2 separate regions of the Gossypium hirsutum genome follow, and region 2 is linked to region 1. The links are chromatin contacts, called in public Hi-C maps. All regions are on one chromosome and are shown on one strand. The core of a region is the stretch at or near the end of the contact, and the rest is flanking DNA. Distances in the headings are between cores, read along the strand shown.

The links. Hi-C and Micro-C count contacts between places; a contact is called where the count stands out from the background.
Region 2: a contact with region 1 is called in a Hi-C map of callus, with 4 times the contacts expected there. The contact joins the enhancer-like site here to the promoter of LOC107922180 in region 1. A contact is called at or near these places in 5 of 34 Hi-C or Micro-C datasets (anther, callus and leaf).

Annotation. Positions count from the first base shown.
Region 1 is chrD01:28,724,478-28,730,982 of Gossypium_hirsutum_v2.1, reverse strand. LOC107922180 (zinc finger CCCH domain-containing protein 30) reads right to left here and starts at 3,997. Exons shown (of 2, transcript XM_016852074.2): 1 at 3,789-3,997; 2 at 465-3,066. The coding sequence starts at 3,043. The coding sequence ends at 893.
Region 2 is chrD01:29,328,295-29,334,799 of Gossypium_hirsutum_v2.1, reverse strand. No RefSeq gene overlaps it. Among protein-coding and RNA genes, the nearest start is that of LOC107922429, 18 kb to the left of the region's middle. Within about 2 kb of position 2,294, at least 5 of the 9 cell types and tissues checked have an H3K27ac peak or open chromatin away from gene starts, as enhancers often do.

The DNA.
Region 1 (6,505 bases), core at 2,748-5,247:
TAATAATAAAATAATATTTTTTAGCTTTCTATCTTATGCTTCAATCCTACCAAAAAAATATCACCCTTTTTATTTATTCTATCATGCAAACAAGATACGTATTCTTTTTAATTTTGCATCTTTCCATCCTTTTATCCTCCTAGCCTTAATTTGTCATGGAAATCTAGCCGTCCTCACATTTTTCAACTTAAAAAATAATAATAATAATAATAACAACAACATTACTCATTCCATGCAAAAGTATTAAAATGGGAAATAAGATTCATCAATCAAATTGAAGATTTAAGAATCCAAATCCTAAAACCTTAGATTAAAAAATCCTGGCATCTAATCTTCCCTGTTAAGAATTAAGAATTGGTTTAATGACAACAATCCCCAGATGCCATAACTGGTATTTGTTGGAATCCAAATCTCAAACAAACAAAACAATAATGGCATAAGAGAAACGAAAAAAGAATTTTATGTAACAATGAAGCTATATGGAATAGGAATTAAGCAATAAATTGTAGTTGAATGTTACATCATCATCATCATCATCAAAGGATCATAAATTTTGAAATGGCAGTAACGGAAATCTAATTTAGAAATATTTTAAGGGAAAAAAAATAAGAGCACCTAAAACTGGTCATAATTCGTTTAAAACATAAAGAGGGAGATTATCCTCAACCTGTTCTAACTCTTTTGTTGTAATAATAACAATAAATGGTGAAAATTGAAGTTTCCATTGTCAAATTGACCTTGGCTTCACCTTTGTGTTCCTCTTTAGTTTCCTTCAACATCCAAATCACTAACAGAATCCCAAAATCTGAAAATCCAAAAAAAAAATTACGGATGTTATTTACCAAAACGTTTTTTTCTTATCTCTACCTCAGGATGGCTCAGCGAAACGATTTCAGTTTTGCTGAGCCACGAGTTGATCGAGCTGCATTTGCTCCAGCCAAGCACCCAACACTGCATTATCGACCGGATCTGCATTCACACTAGAAACCTCACCCGAGACTGGTGCTGCTATTTTCTCTTTGATCTCAGTGGGAGATTCTTTTACAAGGGATTGAATCCATGATAAATCGGGCTCATCCCCGTTACCAAGCTCAAACGAGGAAGACCTGCGATGCTTGTCCAACCCATCGGCATTGACAGCCCAGTCTGGCTTCCCATTAGAGGATCCCCATTTTGACCATGAATTAACCGGGGAACCAACAATGGCAGCCGAGCCAGAGCCAAGCTCCCTAGAGCTTAGGCTACGAAATTGTTGCTGCTTCTCCCGTTGAGCTAACATTGAGACCCGAGAGCTCATTGGTGAGATAGGTTCGACATTTCGAGGGGACATCCTACCAGATAGAGAAGCCTGCAAGAGAGGATGCTCGATACTTTTAGGAGAAAAATTTGTATTTATAGGTGATAGCATGTTTTGCTGTTGCTGAAATTGATTAAGAACGGCAGATTTATGGGTCGGAGAGAAAACAGCAGCAGCCATCGCTTGATCAGAGTATCGTGGAGATGAGCTCTCAGCAGAAAAGAGGTCATCTAGGTTTGATGGGGTCAGGGTCTTCATTCGACCAGATCGGTTAAAAGAACTTGAACTCATTGAAGGCTGAGTAAGTCTGGGTAATTCATTCATCAGCCGAAGTTGCTGCACATCAAAATCAGACAGCAAGTTAAAGTCTTCAGCTTGAATGTCTCTAGCATTAAGAGAAGATCGCAGGCGACTGGATTGAAGGTTGCTTCCCAGAAGATGGAGGGCTGGAACATTAGGCTGTGGCCAGCCAACATTAGAATGAGACATGCCATTCATGGAGGGAGACATGGGTGGAGTGAATGGTGAGGGAGACATAACAGATACAGATGAAGGTGATCCAGGCAAGACACTCATGGCGGCAGCAAAATCCATAGCTGTAGCACCAGAAGTACTCAATCGAGGAGAAGGAACAGCAGAACCAGTGGAGACATACAGAGGACGAAGTTCATCAGCTGTATGAGCAAAGAAGCAAACTCTCCTAGCACAACTAGTACCATCCTTGCACAACCTGGTCCGATACTGAGCAGGGTGTAGCCAGCATTCGAAAACACCATGAGCATATTCGCACATATCTCCGCGCCTACAAGTCCCCTTGCGAAAATCAGGGCAAGGAACACAACTGTAATGGAACTTCCTAGGATCCCTTCTCCGAGCGTTCTCCCCAGGGTGAACAAATGGGCACTCGGTCCAATCATGGGAGTAGGCACGTGAGCAAGGCCGCACCTTGAATGAATACATCCGAAATTCATCAGTTGAATAGATGCTATTCTTGATGTCCGGAAGAGATGGATCAATCGGATATTCTTTCTTCTCTGATGCTGAAGAAATTGGAGCATCAATTGGCTTTGACTTCATCGGGGAATCTGAACCAGATGACAATGACCCATTTTCCTTCAAAGGCAATAGAGGGAAGGAGTCGGAATTTGCAACGGCTGCCAACTGTGAATTCCAATCAAAACCAGAACCCTCGATTGCAAGGAGTTCTTCAAGAGTTGATTTCACAGCTCCAAGCTTTGGAGGAACAACAATAACATCAACAGGAAGATGACCATTTGCGTCAACCGTATTTACATCAGCACCAGCCGCTAAAAGCAGCTTCACAACATCGATAACATTATCAGCCCCACCAGATGCAGCACAATGAAGGGCAGTGCTTTTGTCACGGCCACACAGTCGGTTAACATCAGCATCCGAAGACGAAAGAATCAGCTTAATAACATCGATGCTACCATACATAGAAGCAACCATCAATGGAGTTCTCTCCTCATTAACCATCTGTTTCGAGCCTTTCTGACGACCATACCACAATCCAACCTCATCAACACCAGAAGGATCATGTTCCATCGATCGTTTAAAGCCCTCGACATCATTATTAGCAGCAAGCTCAAGCAGACTTGCAAAAGTATCTTCAGTTGCTACAGTCAAGTGATTCATATCCACACGAGGAAGTCTGTTATCTTCGAAAGAAGAATTCGATGTTCTTGGAGTCAGCTTCGAGTTTAATCGCTCCGATCCACAGCACATACTTTCATTTGATAAGAATCCAACTGAAAGTTTAAAAAAGAAAAAAATGAAAAAAGGACACCATTAGAATCAAATATTCCAGAAGACATTATTAGGAAAAAAATGATAAACCCGCTAGGGATTGAAAGAAAATAAAAGCAAAGGTCAAGTCAGTGTTTATCAACAACATGTCAACCAAAACAATAGTGGAAATTAAACGTGGAATTACGGATTTAAAAAACAAGACAGAAAACTTCGGAAGAAGATAAAATTATTACAACATATTTTCCTACACTTTCAGACATAGTTGTCAGAATAAAACATAGTGTTTCACTAACAATTTTAGGAAAAATGGAAGTTGATTATTATCACTAATATTAGGAAATCAATATAAGCTTTATTAAAAGAATATCAAATCTTGCAACAAATCTTTCAGTGGTCAACAGTATTAAATTTTCTTATAATTTTTTTTTAAATAGCTAAAAGAGAAAGTTAAAATAAAAATATTTTTCTTGCAAGTGATCGACCAATTCATTTCACATATATATCTAAAACAAAGTTTCTTGTAAGTAAAAATATAAATGAACTTAAACTAAAACCAACCAAACAAAATTAATCAGTTCAAAAATCATCTAAGTTCAAAGAAACCAATAAAAAGGAGAGATTTATACAGATCTACTCAGAAAAATTAAGAAAAACGAAGTTTATTTTCAAGCAAAACTAAAAGAAAAAAATGAACTTTAACTAAAACCCAAAAGAGCCTTACCAGTTCAGAATTCCATCTTAGTTCCAAGAACCCGATACAGATCTACTCGGAAAAGGAAGAACTAGATCTTCAAAAATGAAAAGAGAGAAAAAAAAATAATCCCAATTTGATTTATATATTTTGGGGTATTCTTTTTTAAGCTAAAAGGGGAGAGTTACGAGAAAATGAATAGCTTCTCATCTCTATTTTCCATCTCACTGCTACTACTACTTTAATTGAAAACAAAATTAATATATAAAAAATGCATCCAACGTAGAGGTGCTCATGGGCCGGGTTCGGGCTGGGCCCAGAAAAAATTTTAGCCCGTGTTTTAGGCCCGGGTCCGGCCCAAAATATAGGCCTGAAATTTTGTCTAAGCTCGGCTCGAGAAAAATTTGTAAGTCCGAGCCCGGCCCGGCCCGACCTATTTTTTAATAAACACCAAATATTTATTTTAAAAATAAAAAAATAAAAAAGTATTTTAAAATTAAAAAATAAAAATATATATTTATTATATTCAGGCCGGGCCGAGCCGAGCCCGGGCCAAAAAAGTGGTGCCCGAGGCCAGGCTCGCCTCGTTTTTTGCCCAAACCCATATTTCGGACCTATATTTTTACCCGAACCCTCCCATATTTTGAACAGGCCGTCGGGCCGGGCCGCCTCTAATCCAATGTAAATTTTAGTTTTATATTTCAATTTTTGAAAAATTAACATTTTAAATATTTAACTATTAAATTTATGAATTTAATTTATTTATTATGTATATAAATTTTTAAATTTATTTGAGATATTTATAATATCGATCTAAAATATTATATATTAATATTTATTTAACCGTTAAAGTTTTTTATATAAAATAAATATTTTTAATTTTATCAAATTTTACACATATAATTTTTATGAATAAATATTAATCGATATAAAAAATGTATAAAAGATAAAATTAATTTAATTTTACATTAATATAAGTTAATTTTCACTTAAAAATATTGAATATTTTTAAAAATAAAATAGGAAAAATCGATTAGAATGGTGCTATTCCTTTTTTTTTCACCAGTTAAATCGTAACGCCTAGCTTCCATAAAAATTCTTCTCATTAAAAATTAAAGGCAAGGTTATTTTTGTTAGCATTGCTATATTATTTTTTTTTAAATAATTTTATTATAAGTTTTCATAATATTTCTTTCAGATAATGTTTTTCTCAACTAATTTTTTTATATTGACAATAATAATTATGCCAATCGAGCTCGAAACTATTTTATTATTTTCTATATTTTAAGGTTTTAACTAAGGATTTAAGTTTATGTAATAAAATATTTCATACAATAAAAATTAGCAATAAGGTTTTAACTATAAATCTAAGTTTATGTATTAAAATATTTCATACAATAAAAATTATCGATAAATTATAAGCATGTGAAAGTATTATTTAAAAAAAAGTATGTGAAAGTTTAATATATATATTTGTAAATCTATATAATCATCTTCCCCTAATTTTAAATTGAACTTCCTACTAAAATTATTTATATAAATTTATGTAATAATTAATTTTTATATCATATATATACTTTTATAAATATACTTTTTATTATGATGGTTGTGAGAGGCCGACGTGGTAAAAGAATACAATGACTTGAATAGGGTTATGTTTGTTTTTGGACTTAGAATAAAGCTATGTTTAGACCATAAATAAATGAAAATGGATGTGGTTATATTAGAAAAATGTAAGATATGAAGGATACGTATTTGAATTAAGACATCAATTGATAATTTGAATAAATTCAAATACTTGCTCAATTTTTATATATTGTAATTAGTGCCAATATGTCTAATATAAATTTATTATATAAATAGTATTTGATATTTAATAGGATAATGCCTTATGGGTACGAGTTCTTCGTACGAAATATGGGGTAAAGGAACAACTTTCGAATCCCATTACCAGAAGCCGATGTCCACACTTATGGAGGTCTCTTTCTAAGGTATGGCCCTTTTTATGTGAGAACTTAGCTTGGTCAGTGGGTAGTGGTAACAATACTCGATGCTGGAAGGATTCTTGGGTCCCGAGAATTGGCCCCTTAATTTCGCATATTCATATTCGTGCAAATTTAGATTTGGATTGCATCCTTAGTGATTTGGTTACATCTGATGGAACTTGGAATCTTGATCTATTTCGTGTGTGACTATCTGACAAGGTGATTCAACGAATAGTAAGTATTCCTCCTCCACATCCTGATTCAGGCTTGGATGGGGTGATTTGGGCTTCCTCGACTTCAGGTTCCTTTTTTGTTCTTAGCACATTCTGGTCATTAAAACAAGATTCTTGGAATCCCAAATATATCCATTGGAAGAATACTTGTAAATATCAAGGACCTCAAAGAGTTCGTTTTTTTTTCTTTAGCTTGCTTACAAGCAGAGATTACTAACTAACTCGGAATGCACCAGGCGAGGATTGGGTTACAACATCTCTTGCCCTATAAATGGCCATGAAACAGAAGATACTCTCCATGTACTTCGGGATTGTTCAATTGCAAAAGAAGCATGGATGCATGTGGTCCCAATTGAACAGCAAAACAGGTTCTTTTCTAACCCTTTTCAAATTTGGTTTTCTTCTAATCTTTTTTGTCACATGAAATTGCAGGATAATGGAGTTATTTGGTCATGTCTCTTTGGTCTAATTAGTTGGCGAATTCAGAAGAATAGAAATCTCTTCATCTTTCAAAACATTACTTGGTCAA
Region 2 (6,505 bases), core at 1,045-3,544, 610 kb before region 1:
ACAGAATTGTCGGTACTATCTACAATGTTTGAAGAAGATGAAGCTTGAAGCTAGTTTGATTTTAACTTTTTGGAATAGATATTTTGTTAATACTTATAGAAACTTCAACCTTGCATTTGCTTTGATTTGGATAAAACAATTGGTTAAACTCTTGATTTTGTTGTGTAGGAAGTTTGAATCTATTTTGTTGAATTCGAGTCTTGGAGCATCACACGATCTATATCCATTTTGTTATATAATATTTTGTGTAGTAGTGACATGTATCCATATATCATACTTTTGATATCTCATTTTTTATCTTGTATATAAGATAGTTCTTGACACATAATTATGCACTATGTAAATATAATTATGCGTGTGGTGTAATAGCTTATGTAGTTGACTCGAATTATGGCCACAATGATCGTATTGCACCGTTATGTATAGTTATTTTGCATGCCTAAAATCTTTCTTTACATGTGATTATTAAGTAAATTATATTGTTTATATCACATCTCAAAAATTGGGTTAGAAGAAATTAAGTTAGTGAAACCAATAGTGGTTACGTTTTGTTTTTGAATTAAGGCTGAAGGAATTTTGTAAAATGAATTGATATGTTTCAATGGATAAGTGCTTTGAATGTGTGTTTGAGGTCGTGTTCAAATTTCTTTTCTTTTTTTTGAAATTTTTGCTATTTTTGTCCCTATCTTTATCTTTGCATATTTGGCTTAAATTTAACTCCTGCGCAAGTTTTAACAAGAATGAGTCTGCTGGTTTAGTGATAAGGTGTTAGCTTTTCCTTTGGTCTTGTGTTTAAATTCTTGCGTATGCAAAGTGAAATTATTTTTGTTTTAAACTCTGAGAAAAATTCCGATAAAGATAACTAATCAAAATTAGTGGGATTGAATATGGGTTGGTGGATAGTTTCTTTTTAAATATAATAATTAATCCCTAAAATCACTCCCACTTTTTGTCGTCCCATTCCTCCACTCTCCACTTTTTTTTTCTTTTCTATTTTTGGTTTCATTTGTGTTGTGGAGACTTTGTTCCCTTGTTGTTTTATACGTTTGTTTAATACATTTCAGGTGACCTCAGACTTAGGACTTGGCGGCGATTCTAGAGCTTGGTTAACACAATTTGGTATGAGTTGTTTTGGATTTAAATTTCAGACTTTACGATCTTCTGGATTTTAATTTGTTTTGGAATGTTAAATTTTGGTTTTGATATTTTTTTTGCGGACATATTATTCATAACTCGTAAACACACCCAAGACGTCATAATTGATTATGATTTTAAGAGATAATAATTTTTAAAGTATTTTTCCACTACGAGGTTTTGAAGTTAATTACAACATTTTACAACTCAATTGGTTAAACATTCGTGATTGTTTTTATAAAATTAATAAAACAAGGTTTTCGTCTAAATGCTTACACACGTTCTTTTGAATACTTTTGTTTCGATAAATTAAATAATTTTTTTACTCTGGAAATAAAATTAAGATTTTGCGTAAGTTAATCGACAATGTTTTTATGAACTTTGTAACCTTCATAATCTGACCTTAACGTCTAGGTCGAATTTGGGGTGTTACAGTTTATGTAGTTAAATAATATTGTACTTCGTCTACTAGTTAAATAATCTGTCTATGTAAATCCAACATTGAGTATAAATAATAAGATTTGTTAACTCAACTCGACTCAAATCGAAATTTTTTGACTCATTCGACTCGATTCGAAAAATTTTCAAATTGAGTTTGATTGCTAAAATAAGATTCATCAATTTGACTAACTCGAAATTTTTTAACTCGATTTGACTCGACTCGATCGATTACTCACCCCTAATTCAAACTTTGACTGAAGTTACATTTCTTCTTGAGAATGAAGTTGACATTGAAAAGCTGCACCAACAAATGGAAGGTAAAAAGGAAAATGTCAATGGAAAAGTAGAGGAAGAAAGAGAAAGGCATATAGAAGTTGAAGAAGATGAAGAAGAGGGTTCAACAGTGTAGGAGGAAGAAGAAGGTGAGACAAGCCAAGGAAGATCCGAACTTCATACCCAGAAACCCAAGAAACCAACTCGAAAAACGAGTCAAAGGAGAGTAAGGGTTAAGACAAGTTATTGCCAGATTGTTTTTTATTAATGATGTGCGAGCCAAAGCTATCAATGGGGCCAAGGAGGCTTGGCTGTGCAGTACAAGTTTCACCAGATGATTACTACACAAGAGAAAGCAACCATTGGTTAAACAAAAGGATGATGGAGATAAGCCCAAAAGAAGAATCAGTGTTGACTCTATTCCTCGCCCTATTTTTTACAGCCACCTCGCTCCTTTTGCTCTTTCTCGACTACTCTGCCTATGGACACGGCAGTTGTAGCAGCAGCCAATGGAGCTGGCGGCAGTGGCTGGCCACCCGGATTTTATCCGATCCATTGGGTTTTTTCTAAACTAAAATTACTTTGTTTTGGATTGACTATTTAGAGTAAAATTACTTACATTGACATGAAGTGTAATGCCACATAAAACATTGCTAGTGAGAGCGGTTGAATGACTAAAATGTTCGATTATTATAGCGATAATGAGTAAAATTGTAAGTATTTTTATCTGACTAATCAAATTAAAAGCGATTAAAAACTTACAATAAGAAATGAAAAAGAAGAAAAGTAGTAGGGAGGCCTAGTTGACACGGTGTACTAATGCCGCACGCGGCACATGGCGTTGGTTAAGGTTTCATATTCTAACAAGTGAACATGCAAACCGACAATAACCTTTTCAAACCTTGAAACAACAGCTAAGATTCGCAACGTGTCGCTTCAGACTGGTCGCCGTCCATTCTTTGAACCATTCCATCAAACACCTACCGCCCACTATTTTGAGCTGTTCAACAAGCTGGTTCCACTTCATTTCTTAGTTCATCTACCAAAATCTAAATTCCTATTATATATATAAGAAACCCCCACACCTTGAAATCTCAATTGCTTACAAAATTTCTATATTTGCTCGGTTAGTTTTTAGAAATGGCAGAGCTTTGCTTCTCTAATGGCATTATGATCATGTTTGTTGCCGTTGTGCTCTCACTCACCACCACTGCGTCAGCTCAGGACAGTGCAATGGCGCCTGCGCCGTCAATGGATACCGGAGCTGCTTTCTCGCCGGTGGTTTCCGGTGTTGCGGTTATGTTCTGTCTTATTATTTCCCTTGTTGCGCTTTTGAAGCACTGAGTTACGTACATTTGAGGGATTGAGTATTGTATTTCTTTTATAGCATATTGAATTTATTATATTGGATTATATCTTTTATTTGATATTAATTGGTAACGTATGATATGAATTCGTTTTGTTCAACTTTTGTGTTGGGTCTTCACTTCTTTTGTTACCCAAACACTTTAACTTCAAATTTGTATCGAAACAAGTTCTTTCTTTTTCTTTTTTCTTTTAACTTCAGCTAGATTATATGAGATGAAATTCAGTATAATATACCTTTAAAATAAAGCTGGCCAGCAGCCCGCTGGCCTGGTAGGCTGGACCCGATTTGGTCGAATTTGGATAAATCGTCGTGAATTTGATTCAAATAAAAAAAATATTATTTAAAATTCTTTTATTAATATTTTGAGGAGTGAAATTAGCTTTTATGTTAGAGCTTGCAAATGAAAATTTTTAAAAAATTAAACTTCGATTCAACTTATGAACAACTCTAATTACTAAATATTTAAAGATGTATAATCTTTTCGATTTCCCAAAAGGTTGGAAACACTGTAGCACCTAATAAAAACTATAGTTTATAACAAGTTGAACCTCAACTTTAAAGAAAACCACTCATCTTACAACTTATTAATAAAAGAAAACTGAAAGCATTCTAGTTGTTACAGCAGCCCATGATTTGCCAAAAAAGGTTCAAGGAGTCCAATGCACTTACAAAGGATAGATGGTGGCAATCTAAGAACCCAACTACAAGCAATACCACGATACCTATAGATGCCGAGTTTAGGTTAATGTCTTTTCATCATTAAAAAAATGATTTACTGGACAATAGATTTTGCACATTCTATTCTATAAAAACAAAGAAGTAATCATAAAAAATTATATTTTGGAAAAATAAGTTTGGGTCACTATATATACTTTGCCCTTTGAACTTGTCCATTTGTATCTAGTTGGTATTTTTTTTTTTTGGATTTAATTAGTACCCGGACTTGTATTTCGTCAAACACTTTGATACCTTCGCATTAACACGGTTAATTTGTATTGATGTGACACTAACAACCAATCAAACTGTAACACTTGGTAGCCTCTAAGTATATCATGTGGCAAAAAAAAAACTAAAAATCTAAAAATATTTTAAATTATTTAATACTTTTAAAAAGTATGAAATGCTTTCATCTTAATTTGGACAATCATTGTCCAAGTTCATTCTAAATATGTATTTTTAGTATTTTTACATATTTTTAATTTTTATAACTATATCAAATTTTTGTATTCTTATTTGGAAATAAAACATATATAAAAATAAAAAATATATTTTTAAAATTATTAAAAAAGTTATAAATATTATTTCACGTTGGAACGGATTTGGACAAAATATTATCTAGATTTAAATCAACTTCAAAAATCATTGTCCATATTCATTCCAATCAAGTTTTTAGTAGTTCTATATAATATTAATTTTCATAATATTATTAGTATTCGAAAATTAAAAATATATAAATCTAAAAAAAATCTTTAAAAGCATATAAATTCATAAAAGATTATAAAAATTTAAGATGATTAACATTTAAAATAATTTAGAAGTATATAAATTTGCAAACAAATATAAAAATTAAGGCCATTGGAATAAGATAATTTTAATTAAAGATAATGCCATTTAAATTAAGATCATTTACAAACCAGAAAGATAAATAGTATTCTTAGTATTTTTTAGATAATAAGAAATTTATCTTTAATTTAAATGGTTTTAATTTTATTTTAATTTTATAAATTTATAAATTTATAAATTTTTAAAGTTTATTAGATTTTATATATTATTTAATTTTAAAATAACAATCATGACATCTTATAAAAATTTAAAAATACATAAAATTATTAAGAATGTATGTTTAAAATGAATCCGAACAACTATTTGTTTAATTTCATTTCATATGTAAAAATATTTTTATAATTTTTTATTTTTGCTACCATCTAATTAGTTGTCATCATCACGTTAATACAAATTAACGGTGTTAATGCAAAGTATCGAAATGTGATAGAATATAAATTTATATATCAACTTGGTCTTAAAAAAATTAGGTACTAAGTACAAAACAGACAAATTTAGCATTAAGAAGGCAAAATATATATTACGCAATAAATTTTGAATATATCTACGATGAAAATTTTTATTTTATTTTAGTAAACCTAAAAACCAAATTCTCACATTGGATATTATACCATAAAAAATTAATTAAAATATAACATAAAAGAGCACGATGATTTGAATGGAACAAAAAGTACCATTTGGATTCCAAAAAAAAAAAAAACCAATACGTTTAAATCTTGAATAATGCAAATGGTTGCATTTAAATCTTGAGTACCATAAATTCTGTAATAAAATGCATGCAAATAAAAATTATTGAGAAGTTTTTTAATTTCACAAGCGAATTTAAAAAACTGTTACGTGTTCATTTGATTTTTACATTTTAAAAGGAAAAATATTTGGTACACTGTCAGTGCAGTTTTTAGACTCCACGAGTAGAGTCAAGGGGTTGACAAATGTACTATAGGGATACAGTAAAATATTAAAAAAATAAATATTTAAGAAAAAAGACACATGACAATTTTTTGATATTGCTTGTGGAAAAAAATGCATTGCTAGTGTACCAAATACTATTAATTTTAAAATATCAATTAAAAACACCTGATAATTTTTTAAGCCTGCTTGTAAAGTTAAAAAACTCCGCCGCTAATATATCAAATAATAACCAAATTTATAAATAGTTGAAATTTTATTTTGTTATTAATAAGAAATTTGGATTTTACTTTAATCATCTATCTATATTCTAAGAGTTAGTATTTGATACACTAACAGTGTATTTTTTTTATTCTACAAGCAGCCTTAAAAAATTATCATGTGTCTTTTTTTAAAAAATATTTATATTTTCAATATTTTACTATACCTCTATAAGACACTTGTCAACCCCCTCGATCCTATTTGTGGAGTCTAAAAACTCTACTAATAATGTACTAAATATTTTCTAATATTATAAATATAAAAATGGAAGAATTAATGTAGAAACCTGACTATTAAAGTTGAAATAAAATTATGATATATATTCATTATTCTAAAAAATATTCAATTCTCTCAAAAGAAAATCTCATAAAATGTTTTTTTTTGGCACGTTGTCCAACCCACTTACTATAATACCGAAGATTAAAAATACATAGAAATTAATGAGAAAATTAATTCAATTCCATACGATATTAGCAAACAATTTATTTTTTCGCAATCAAGCCCAGCCCAATGGGCTGTTGTGGAAATTTTATAATAAGCAATGCAGTAATGTTT